3 separate regions of the Sus scrofa genome follow, and all the other regions are linked to region 1. The links are chromatin contacts, called in public Hi-C maps. All regions are on one chromosome and are shown on one strand. The core of a region is the stretch at or near the end of the contact, and the rest is flanking DNA. Distances in the headings are between cores, read along the strand shown. Region 1 holds the start of CACYBP (calcyclin-binding protein). Region 2 holds the start of PRDX6 (peroxiredoxin 6). Region 3 holds the start of RFWD2 (E3 ubiquitin-protein ligase RFWD2).

Region 1 (3,782 bases), core at 432-2,931:
TGCTAGCCTTTGAGAGTCACAGTGGGTGTCATTATATAATCCAACAGTGCTCCAGAGGCTCTCCTGGAGTGAAGGCAGGGTGCCTAGAATCCTGATTTGTGTTTTTTTCTAACTTGCTTTTCATTCAGGGTGTACATGGAACTGAATGAAAGTCAGATTGCAGATCTCCTCTTACAATTCAGTATTTTAAAAAAAATACTAATCAGAGATTGTAAAATTAGTTTGTGGCCCAAACCCAGACTACAGACATCTTTTGTTTGGTCCATGTTGTAGTTAAAACAATGAGAAATTTTACATCAAAAGTAAATTATTCAGAAAATATCTACTGAATTTGACAGGAGGTCATGAGTAGTCTTGACATAATAGTAAGTGGAACTCACTGTTCACTACTGATTAAAGGTCCTACACTTAGTGAAGTTACTTGTTAACTTGTAGATTTTTGTTCAGTAGTGTGCAAATCCCTATTTTCCTTCCAGAGGAACACATAACTCCAAAGGCCATATGTAGTTTACTACACCATAGGACATTAACCAGCTTATGTCTAACTTTGAAAATGTACACTAACATTCCATTGTTAAATTGCCCATAAGTACTCAGCTATGCAAATGCACTTTTTGATAGTTTTAACAACTTATTGATTCTATCATTAACCAATGAGTTGTATGAAATAGCAAAGCTCATTTTATATTTGCCTGAGAATCTTGATTTCACCTTTTTGAAATTACACTTTAACAAAACTTTTGATTACTGTCAAAAGGGCACTCAAAGCACAATCTTTTAATAATTCACTTACAAGGAAGTTCAGGCTGCAGAAAGATGAACTCACCAAACAGAAATTACAATATTTATAGGAAAAAACTATACAATTTCCAAGTATAGACTCTGTAAGTAGTTTGTTCCTGCTGAGAAACAGTAATTCTCACTATTATCCATACTTTTATTAGACATTAGCATTGCAAAAGTCAGAGATAAAGTGTGTTTGATTTTTAAGGAGTCTAATTTTATAGGAAAAGCTCAGGTTCAGAGTTTCATTGGGGAACTAGAACTAGACACAATGAACTGATGTGTATGTTGATGATGTTGGTTTTTGTTTGTTTTTGTTGTTTTTTTATCTATCTCAGGATACAAAGTTTTTGTTTTTGCTTTGAGATCCCATGTACCCAATTACTCGTAATGGCAGCAGAGCAAGGAGTCAGTTTTGCTTCTACATGATAGATGTATGGACAATTATAGTATACATCTGGAGAGAAGCAGAATTTTGTTTTGTTGACTCCTAAGAATGGGAATTCTGAGGTGTTTTAAATGCGGGCAGAAAGGGAAGACAGACAAAGCCAAGTGACGATCTGGTGGGAAACCATTCCAGAGAGAAAGCAAAGTTTACATGCAGAACCAGAGGTAAGAAGAAACTCAGTGGATTCAAGGAATGACAAAAATACCAGTGTTTAAACCAGGGAGAGGGGAGAGTGGTGAGAGATGAATTCCATGAGATGGGAAATTTATAAAAGGTGAGATATAAAATCATGTAGAACATCCTGGGTTATAGTGAGGAGTCTGGACTTTATTCTATACAATTGTGAAGGTTATTCTGGCTGCCCTGTGGAAAACTGTGGAGAAGGAGAGAAACCAGTTAAGAGGATAAAAATCCAGACAAAATAATGACACCTTAGTCTCAGTTGGTAGCAGTGGAGATTATGAGAAGTAGTTTTATTACCAACATACTTTGAAGATAAAACCAAGACTTGCCAGAAGATGGGATGTAGGACCTGAAACTGAAGACTCAAGTATGACTTCTTGGCCTGAGCAATTAAGAGAATGAGGTGGCCATTCACAGAGCTAGCAAATCATTGTAAGAATTGCAATGAGGTGTGAGGACGAGAAATTGAGAGGCGTTTTTTTACACAAGCTGAGTTGGACCTGCTTATGAGACATCCACGCAGAGACCGTCTGGATTTCCGAAGAGTGGTGGGAATGAACATATAGGTGGTGTTTAAAACTTGTGACTTTAGGATATCTGAGGGGTGGAGTTGCTCCAGGTGCATAATCAAGCAAATTTTTACCACTGCATTAGGTCAAATTTTCACATAGTGCAATGGGATATCTGTTCCTATTTAAGTGCCTAAATAATTCCAAGCTTCCAGTTAGACACTTTTTAAAAAAAACCTGAAGTATAAATAAAATGCACAGATCTTTGGAGTTCAGTCCTACGAATCTTGACGATTGTTATCGGTATTACATTTCTACCAGGAAAATTACCTCTTGGGCCTACTTAAATATAACTTTTAGTTAAAAATAACATACACAAGAAACTGCACAGAAGGACGCTCAATGAAATTTCTACACAGTGAACACATCTGTAACCAGGGCTCAAATCAAGAAAAAAAAATTAGCCGAATCTCAAAAGCCCCCTCGTGGCTTCTTTCTGTCACTGTCTTCCCAAACACAACCTGATTTTCAGTCTCACAGCTTTAGATTTTGTTTAAATGGAATCAAACGATATGAACTTCTCTAGTTCTAGCATCTTTTCCTTAACGTCCATAAGTTGTGTGCAAAAGTAATTTGTTTTTGTATTGTACTTCTGATTCTTTATTGAGATAATGGCCCTGCATTTTTCTGTACTTTTTTCCTTCTGTGACTTGCGGATCATCTTTACCTTGGGGTTGATAAAGCCGAGTGTGGGTTATTTGACATCTCAGGGGTAACCGTCTACATTCTCAACCGTGTTTCAGACGTTTTGAGGTCCCCAAAGGCTAAAATAATCTATCTGAAAAGTGAGTTTTTCAAGGGCCTTACTAAGCCGGGCTGCAGGAGTCAGAACCGGAGCAGAATGCAGCCTCAGGAAATCTTAGCTCACATTTTCTTTGACATTAATAGGCTCACTGAAATCGAATCCAAATCTGGTGACTGGTCGATGAAGGAAGCAAACTCAGCCACCCCGGGAGGCGCCCAGCATATTAGGAAGCTTACTCCGCTTCGGAGCCGCCACTGGGTCCCGCCACACGGCCAACGCAACCCCACCTCCTACTGCGACCGGTGATGACGCCACCACGTCGTATACGCTGAATCCTGACGTCCCCAGAGCGCCAGAACCCAGTGAAAACACAACCGTTCCCCTCAGGATCCTGCGCACTTAATGTCCTCGTTTTTTCCCGTTTTAGCACACGTAGGCTCGCCTTTATCCCTTTTTTCGTCCTTTACTCGCATACGTTCACAGTCTTAGACAAGATGGCCGACGAAGTGGCCCCGGGTCCTAGAGCGCACCGAACCACTCGACTGCCTAGTCAACTTCCGGTTTAGGCCCCGAAGATTGGTGCGTTATTTCCGGGGTGGTTTAAGGTAAGCAGAAGCGGCGGTTTCGAGCTGCGACTGCGCAGTCGGCGCGATGGGGGTCAAAGTAAATTACGTACAGTTGCCCAGGCGGGAAGGAAGAGGCGTTACTCTTCTCGAACTGCCGGTTTGATCGCGAGAGTTGAGCCGTTGCTACGGGGCGAGGTGGGCGGGGCGGGGCCAGGATAGGCAGGGCGGGGCCAAGCCCTATAGGCGGTGCTGGAGCGGGGTGGGCCTTCGGCGACGGACTCGCGAAGGTTCCAGAGGCGCCGCGTGCCGGAGGCCGGCTGCTCTCCCGTTCAGAGTCGGGCGTGTTCTCAGGCCGCGGCCACGGCCACTGCGACTCGTGTCCGTGCGATCTGCGCTTGGAATCAGCGCGCTCGTTGCGGCGTTCCTGTTCTCGCCCTGTGCCGGTGGAGCTCGGGCCTTGCCTGACGCAGCTCGACCATGGCTTCAGC
Region 2 (3,782 bases), core at 718-3,217, 1.2 Mb before region 1:
GCTCTTGGGACTTTTTAGGAAACAGAAATCCAGATATTTTTGTGAAAATTTTTAAAAATTAAAAAAATTTTAAATGTTGACAGCTAATTCAAAAGAATTTAAAATGCTGAAAAGGCTAAAGCAAACAAGTCTGCAATGTACAAGAGGACTGCCAGTGTGCGATCTCTGGAATTGTAAATTCTAACAGACATTTATCTTATTTTATTATTAAATTATTGCTTAATATATAACAGTTTTACAATTATGCCTTTTATAGAGATCTATAATGTTTCTGTGTTCTTTCTCCATAATTTTGGCATATCTGCATTTTCTAGCCTATCTCCACAACATTGTTAATAGCCTTAAATTCAAATTACCTTCCTTTTCCTCTTCTCTTTCACCCCTACAAAAGGAATTAAAGCATAGAGCTTTTAAAACCAAAGCTTGGAGTCAAACTGGTTTACAGATTAAATTATAGTAGCTTCACAGAGTTTTCTAAAATGGCTAAGAAATTTTACCAGTAATCTTACAAGTCCTTGTACAGGAGAACTGAGCAAATATGATTGGCACGCATACACACGAAAACATCACTCCACTGAAAACTGAAATCTTAGTATGTGAGTCATTTTTCTTCACACTGCCATGTGCCTTCTCTAAGTCTGGGGACCACCATCCAGAGAATTTTTGGTAATTTTGGTCCATCTTCTCCACCCAAACTCCATCAGCATTTACGCTAGGTTTTTATCATAACTGTACATACCTCTGCCTTCCTTGTAAAACCATATCTCTCCTCTGTTATCAGCAGGCCTAGCACAATGCCTAGCACATAGTCGGCAACGCAAGGGTTATTGCATAAACTACTATCATCATCCAAATAATAGCTACTGTTGCCAGAGAACTTACTATGTAAATTAAGATGATTGTGGAAACGGATGCAGCTGACAATGGTAACCACTTATAGTTTACCTACATTAACCCAGAGGCTTTCTCAGACCAGACTATCCAATTCAAGATGCACCCCAGTCACCCTGTGGCACATAACCTTACTTTCTCTGAATAGGATTTACTACTGTTTAACATATTCTTGTTTAATTACGCCTCCCTCACTATAATGAAAGCTCCAAGAATACAGTCATTTTGTCTACCTTGTGCTTGGCACACAGAAAGCAAAGAAATGAATCTAAACTTCCCACTTTCTTGGGTGGAAGAGTTGACTTGCACACAATAGACCACAACAAATATGTTTTTAAATTTAGATTTAGATTTCAGGATAACTGTGTTGAATAGCTTATGATTCATAGTGAACTCTGGGAGTGGAATAAAAATAAAACTTTGTTCTCATTCCCCCAAGCACTTACTGACATAGGTGCTGGCATTTTTGCTGCAACAAGAAAGCCACTTCCTCTGACGTAAGGTGCCCCACATGTCTGGGTCTTGCCACATTCTCAGATACAGAAATCAGGATGGCTAGGCTGGCTGGGGCGGTCAGGATTCCAGACGCTCACACTAAGAGAGCAGGGAGTGGAGGGGTCGCGGGACCCCTCTGCTGGGAGTCGACCGTGAATGGGTGTCAGGAGGGTCTCCGCGGATTCTTGCGGCTCCGCAGGGCCGCTCTCAGCCTTGGGGCTCCCCTTCCTATTGCGTTCCGCTTCCTTTACCTCCAATGCCCAGAACGCACCCCCAAGATTCCAGAGGGCGACGTCATTGAGTCCCCTGTCACGTGAGGGATCCTGGCAGGTTAGAGGCCTGGCGAGGTGTTGGACCGCGCCCAGGGCTGTTCTGTCCCAGCCCTGCTTCAGACTACCGCCAGTTCCGGCCTCTCCTACCGCGCCCGCCAGCGTGGGCCCCGCCCACCCCGCCAAGGCCTGGCCCCGCCCCTCCCGCCCGCCGCGGCCCCGCCCATCTTGGCTGTGCTTTGGTCCCGCCCACCTTGCTCCCTCCTGTCCCGTCCCGCCCCGCCCCTTGAAGCCCCATTTATTCCTCCCCGCAACACCTACAAGGCTAGAACCAGCCATCCGTTAGCTGTCGCTGCTGGGCTTCTTCATCTTCCCGCGTCACTGCTGCCGCCATGCCCGGAGGTCTGCTTCTCGGGGACGAGGCTCCCAACTTCGAAGCCAATACTACCATCGGCCGCATCCGTTTCCACGACTTTCTGGGAGACTCGTAAGTGGCCAGTTTGTCGCCCTGCCCTGGGTTACGCCCGGACTCGGAGGTGCCTTCCCCTTTTTCTCCCTTCCGTCCTCCACCGCTTGCCGCCCGCCTCCTCCCGGCACCGGTTCCTGCACGTGCCTTTCCTATGTGCCCTGCCCCGCGGCGACAGATCGCCGCTGAGAGGAGGCGACCCTCTGGTCAGCCATGCGCCCGCCACTTGATCCTCTCCAGCCTCCCGGCCCCCGCATGGCTGGGCTGGCTTTAGAGAGGGGGAGGGGAACAAAATCAGGTCCTGGGAACTGCAGGCCAGTGCAGAGGAGGGTTTGTTGTCTATTTAATTCTGTCTTCTAAACTCTGCAAGTAGCGTGGTTCAGCCGAAACAGGGAGGAGGCAGGAGCCGAGCCTCATCTGCGGTCAGTTCCTGGGACTTGTGCCCAGGGTCTCACCTCCCTCCTTCGGTTCTGGAATTTGCTCCCTGGGGAAAGTGGGTGTCCAAGGCCAAAGTCAGAGGACACTGCTGCTGGCTGAAGGTTCAGGAAGGGCCCAGCGTGTTATCTGAGGGTTCTGCTTGCTGCAGTGGTATTTGCACAAAAAATTTGAAACCACTAGCTTGCCAAGTAAGTAGCTGAAAGACTTTTTACCCTGATCCTGCTCCAGTGGCCACAATATGATTTGATAACAGCTTTGGGAGGATCCCAGAACACTCTGTGTGTGGGTGTGTCCTTCACTCCAGAACCTGCAACACCTTGAGGCAAGGGCTTCCTGAGGTCGTTCAGTTGCAGTGATCCATGGCAGGCACCGGAGCACCCCACCTCCCCAGTTGTAGACCCTTTTGTTTCATAGCTGCGTGCCTCTCACTGCCCCCTCCCCCATCTGCCATGCTTCCAGCAGCACGTAGCCTTGCCGAATCGCTGACCCATGATCTAGCCTGGCAATCATACCACTATGACTTGGAGTACATGGGTGTAACCGTGGTTTTACAGCTCCTGAATAAGCAAACTTTAAGTTTATTACATTTAACATGAAACGGCCCAGATGTGTCTAGTTATGTTTCTGGAGTTCCAGTGGCCCCACTACACTGTGGTCCAAGGCTTTATGACCTTTGCTTTGTACCCTTTTTATATAGTGTCCAGGTATATGTAGTATATACAGAGGGCAAAGTTTATGAGATTAATCAGTGCTTGGACAGACCCATGCAGAGCACCTGGGAGAGATTCTTAAACTTAGTCCTAACCACCCCCCTTTTAAATTCCTTAAATCCATTTTCCAGCCACTGATTAAGGGAAAAGCTAAGTTTTTTGAAAGAGAACTAGGCTAGAAAAAGGATGAGAAATGGAACATTCAGACCTTAAAGACAGGGAAGGGCTTCGGAAATACAGACTATGTCCAGTCTCATACTTGAAATCTAGGTATTAGTATTTCTCCAAGACTCCAAAGGATTTTCAGAGAATGTTTCTTCCCACTCCAATCTACAGCCCTCACCTCCCATAAAACAAAATCTTATCAGAACTCTTGAGTTAAATATATTAAAGATAACTATTAATATAAAGCATATTTACTGTAGCAATATTTATAAATGATGTAGCTATTTAAACTAACCCACTTGGTGGGGGTTAGGGGGAGTATTGTGTATTGGCCTTGACCTTGATTTG
Region 3 (3,782 bases), core at 951-3,450, 1.1 Mb after region 1:
CTGGCAGACAGTGAACGCGAAATAAATATCTGTTGAATGAATGACTGATTCCCTTATTTCTCACACCCTTTACACTATTTTAGAGTACCTATATGGATAACAACACGTTTGTTTTCTTTTAGCCTATGGAAAACTGAAATGCAAATGGCGGCTAACAAGACAAATTCTGCAAACCCTCACCTTGTTTCATTAGCTTCTACCTTATCATATGGCATTCTCTGCTGGTTAAGAACACAAACACCTCTTAGTTCCAACCATAAACTACTTAAATTATTTATAAATAACAATTATAATTATAGCCCACTTTCAGCGAAAAATGAATCAATTCTGAATCCAAAGTTATTTATGACAAATGCAAAAATATGCATGACATTTTCACTGCAAGAACTAAAAACTGTAAGTCTAATCAATAACTTTCTTATAGTTCCAACTTCTAGCCCTATCATAGTTAATGACAACAATTCAGATCATCTTCAACCCTGAAGTGAATCAACTTCCCCTACAATGACAGTGCAAGTCAACTTCCTACATCACTAATATTCTATCGGCAATTTTCTCCAGAGGAAAAGCACAAAATCCTACCAGTTCTCACTCAGCTACAAGCAATTCCTTTCTCGTAATCCTACCACTTGGATTGGGTTGTAGATACAAAACCCAATGAAAATTCCCAAACACTCTCCAGCAAGACAATCAACTCCATCTTTCACTTATCAAGGATAACCTCTCTATGCCAAAAGTTGTAACTGTGTATCATTCAAGACTCTATGATGACAATTCCTAGTGTTTCTCAAATCCGAAGTTTCAGTATACTCTAATGTGTTAATACAAATGTAATACAGTTGCATCTGACACACGAATGACAAATATAAATGTGGTCCCCTCTTTCAAGACGTTCAGCTGAGAGGTGGAATTCTTTGGTGAACAGACTTCCTTGACTACAGGAGCGTCAACAACAGATTTAAAAGTGACCCAGCCTCTGAAGTGGGAGGAGATATTTACACGGACACACGATGGATATTTACATCAAATACTACTTCCCTTTAAACATCCATGTTTAGAGTACCATCCACCATACTTCCAATAAGAAAATTTTGACCACCAACTCCCTCCCTCAGCATCCCGGGAACCTTAAGCCTCTCTCTCTGTACAAGTTTTAATTAACCTCAACGAGCAATCCGGACTGACAGGGTGCCTAATTCCTCAGATAGCCAGAAAACGCAAGGCCCAACCTCCGTGCCCAACTTTCTCCTTTTCTGTACAGCAATTTATTTGACCTTCCATCGCTCCCCTTATTTATTACTCCCTAAACTCCCTCCACTTCTCCCCACCAGCATCGACGTCTTTAATACCTCCATCCTGCCATCCTGCCTCGGGACTCCCCCACCTCTCCTCACCAACCCCTGCAAACGCTCGGATCCCTCTGCAGACACCGCCACAGAGCCCAACACACCGCCCTCACCCCGGACCCCAGCCGCCCCAACAGCAGAAAGTCCTAAGGTAGAGAGAGGCAGAAGGCTGCTCGTCCAACGCACCAGACGAAGTCGTTGCTTTTGTCCTCATAGGAGTTGATGAGCCCGTTGCACAGGGGGGCGAGCAGAGGTCGCTTCCTGCTGCCGCTGCCTAGGCTGGAGCTGCTCCCTCCTACGCCAGCGCTGGGCCTGGCGGCGCAGCTCAGCCGGGACAGGCCCGCGGACACCGCCCCGGCGCTGCCGGACACGGCGGCCGCCACCAGCACAGGCCGCACCGGGCCCCCGAGGCCGCCAGAGCCCGCGGCCTGGGCCGCCCCGCCGGACCCCAGCGCCGCCGCCGAAGCTGCCAAGGAAGGGGGCGACGGGGAAGAGGATAAGGACGAGGAGGCGGAAGTCACCGAGGAGGCCGCCGAGGAGCCAGGGCTGGTCCCTGCGGAGCCCGAACCGACCTGGCGGCTCCCAGACATCGTGACTCCCTCCCCTCCGGACGGGCGCTCGGAGGAGAGGGACCTGCCGCCGCCTCCCTCCCCTCCGCCTCAGCGCATCCTGAGGACGAGCGACGCGCCGGGAGGTGGGGCTGAGAAACAATAAAGTTGATTTTTGTTAGGCAACCACACAGCAGCGTCCGGCGGGAGGGGGCGGAGGGAACTATTAAAGCAGAGCAGGAACCACTACCGCTCTCGAGGCCGCCGCCGCCGCCGCGATCACCGCCGCAGCCAACCCGGGCGCGCCGTGGGCCGGCCGTGCGCGCGCGCGAGCGGCGGAAGGGGCGGGAGCGGCGGGGGATACAACTTTAGACGCGCCCGCTGCCGGGGCGGTGCTCAGACACGCACGGCGCTCAGACACGCACAGCGCTCCCTGGGCGACGGCGGCCTAGCAACGACCGCTGCCCTCATCGAGAGCTGGTTTCCTTCGTGACGCGCCCGAGGGCAGGGCTGTCTTAAGGGGTGAAAGGGCTGCGGAGAGAGAGGAATGGATGGCAGTGGTGGCCGAGCGGTTTGGCGGAGGGGGAAGATGAGGAGCGCTCCAAAAGCGACTGCGCAGGCGCACCCTGGGCTCCGACCCTCGCAGGTTACCCAGGGTCCCAGCTCCAGGGGAAGAGGAGCGGCGCTGGCGGTGAGTCGCTGCACCACGCATGCGTGGCAGCGAGCCGCATTCCTGAACGTGGGCAGGGAGCGGTCGCTGCTGACTGGAAGGCGGCAGTGTGACCCAGTAGCTATGGCACAGCAGGTGCTTCCGAATCCGGGATTGGAGGCTCTGAAGCCTAGGACACACAGAAGGAACCTAGAAGCTCTGAGCAGTTGAAAAGAGCAGTGGACTAAGAGTCAAGGACTCTGGGCTATGCTTTAACCATTCCATAGTTTTGAAGTCAGTGAATAGTGCTTCGTAAATTACAAACATTATGGAAAGTTTATGGGTTCGACTATGATCTCTTGGATTTTGAAAAGTTATTTACCAAGTTAAGTATAAACATGAAAAAGCAAATTGTATTTAATCGGAACACAACTCGGTTAAAGCCCACATCTAACGTGGATTTGATGTGATTTCTATCACAAAACAAGGAAACCTAGCAGTTAATACCACCAGAAGATGCGATTTCTGGTAGGCTTTTTCGAATACTGAAAGTTGATTTCAGTTTTTCATTTGCCACTTTGAAACTCCCTAAGATTCTGGGAGATATAAATTAGAAACAACTAAACTGGAATTTTCGGTATCCCTTCCAACTCTATTATCTTGTGATTCTTAGAGGGAAAGATCTCTGATTTAATTCTGTCCTGGGTATTGAAGACTATAGTGCAACTATATGCACCTTTCCCTAGGAACACCTGTCCATGCTGAAGGGACAGCGCCAGAGAAGGCTGAGCCATTTACCTGGCAGTGAACTTGCATAAAGGTGCGAACCTACTGAGGACTGCCTTAGCCGCTCACCTGGAATTCCCAGCTCAAGTTTCTGCTCAGAATAATGATAGGTATGAGCATATCAGATTTCCAAGAACCATCTCCCTTTTATGAGCATTGCATTTTCCAACTTTGTTTAAATTCACTTTCAAGAGCCAACTGATGTGAAGCTTTACTGACTCCTAGGCAGGAAGAGTTGCACCCTCATTTCTGCTCCTAGAATATTTTGTTTGCACATATAATGTATTTTAGTGGTGTATATGTTTGTCTTCCACTAGCCTATCAGCTTCAGCTTTGTGCTCCTAACATGTAACACAATACTTGACCTATGATAAGTGCCTGTAGGGGTAAAAGAGTTTATATGGGGGAGCCATACTTTAAAGAGCCTCTAATCTACTTTGAAAAATAGCCTAC

The links. A called contact is a pair of places that touch in the nucleus more often than the background predicts.
Region 2: a contact with region 1 is called in a Hi-C map of subcutaneous adipose tissue, with 1.7 times the contacts expected there. The contact joins the promoter of PRDX6 here to the promoter of CACYBP in region 1. A contact is called at or near these places in 1 of 5 promoter capture datasets (fetal liver), 3 of 47 Hi-C or Micro-C datasets (liver, skeletal muscle and subcutaneous adipose tissue) and 2 of 2 datasets of contacts at active chromatin or transcription factors (alveolar macrophages and skeletal muscle).
Region 3: a contact with region 1 is called in a Hi-C map of heart right ventricle, with 6 times the contacts expected there. The contact joins the promoter of RFWD2 here to the promoter of CACYBP in region 1. A contact is called at or near these places in 1 of 47 Hi-C or Micro-C datasets (heart right ventricle) and 1 of 2 datasets of contacts at active chromatin or transcription factors (alveolar macrophages).

Annotation. Positions count from the first base shown.
Region 1 is chr9:117,060,622-117,064,403 of Sscrofa11.1, forward strand. It overlaps CACYBP (calcyclin-binding protein), which reads left to right and starts at 1,682. Exons shown (of 6, transcript XM_013989620.2): 1 at 1,682-3,333.
Region 2 is chr9:115,855,662-115,859,443 of Sscrofa11.1, forward strand. It overlaps PRDX6 (peroxiredoxin 6), which reads left to right and starts at 1,968. Exons shown (of 5, transcript NM_214408.1): 1 at 1,968-2,142. The coding sequence starts at 2,048. It also overlaps a transcript of TNFSF4 not described here.
Region 3 is chr9:118,112,068-118,115,849 of Sscrofa11.1, forward strand. RFWD2 (E3 ubiquitin-protein ligase RFWD2) reads right to left here and starts at 2,201. Exons shown (of 20, transcript XM_021063674.1): 1 at 1,533-2,201. The coding sequence starts at 1,936.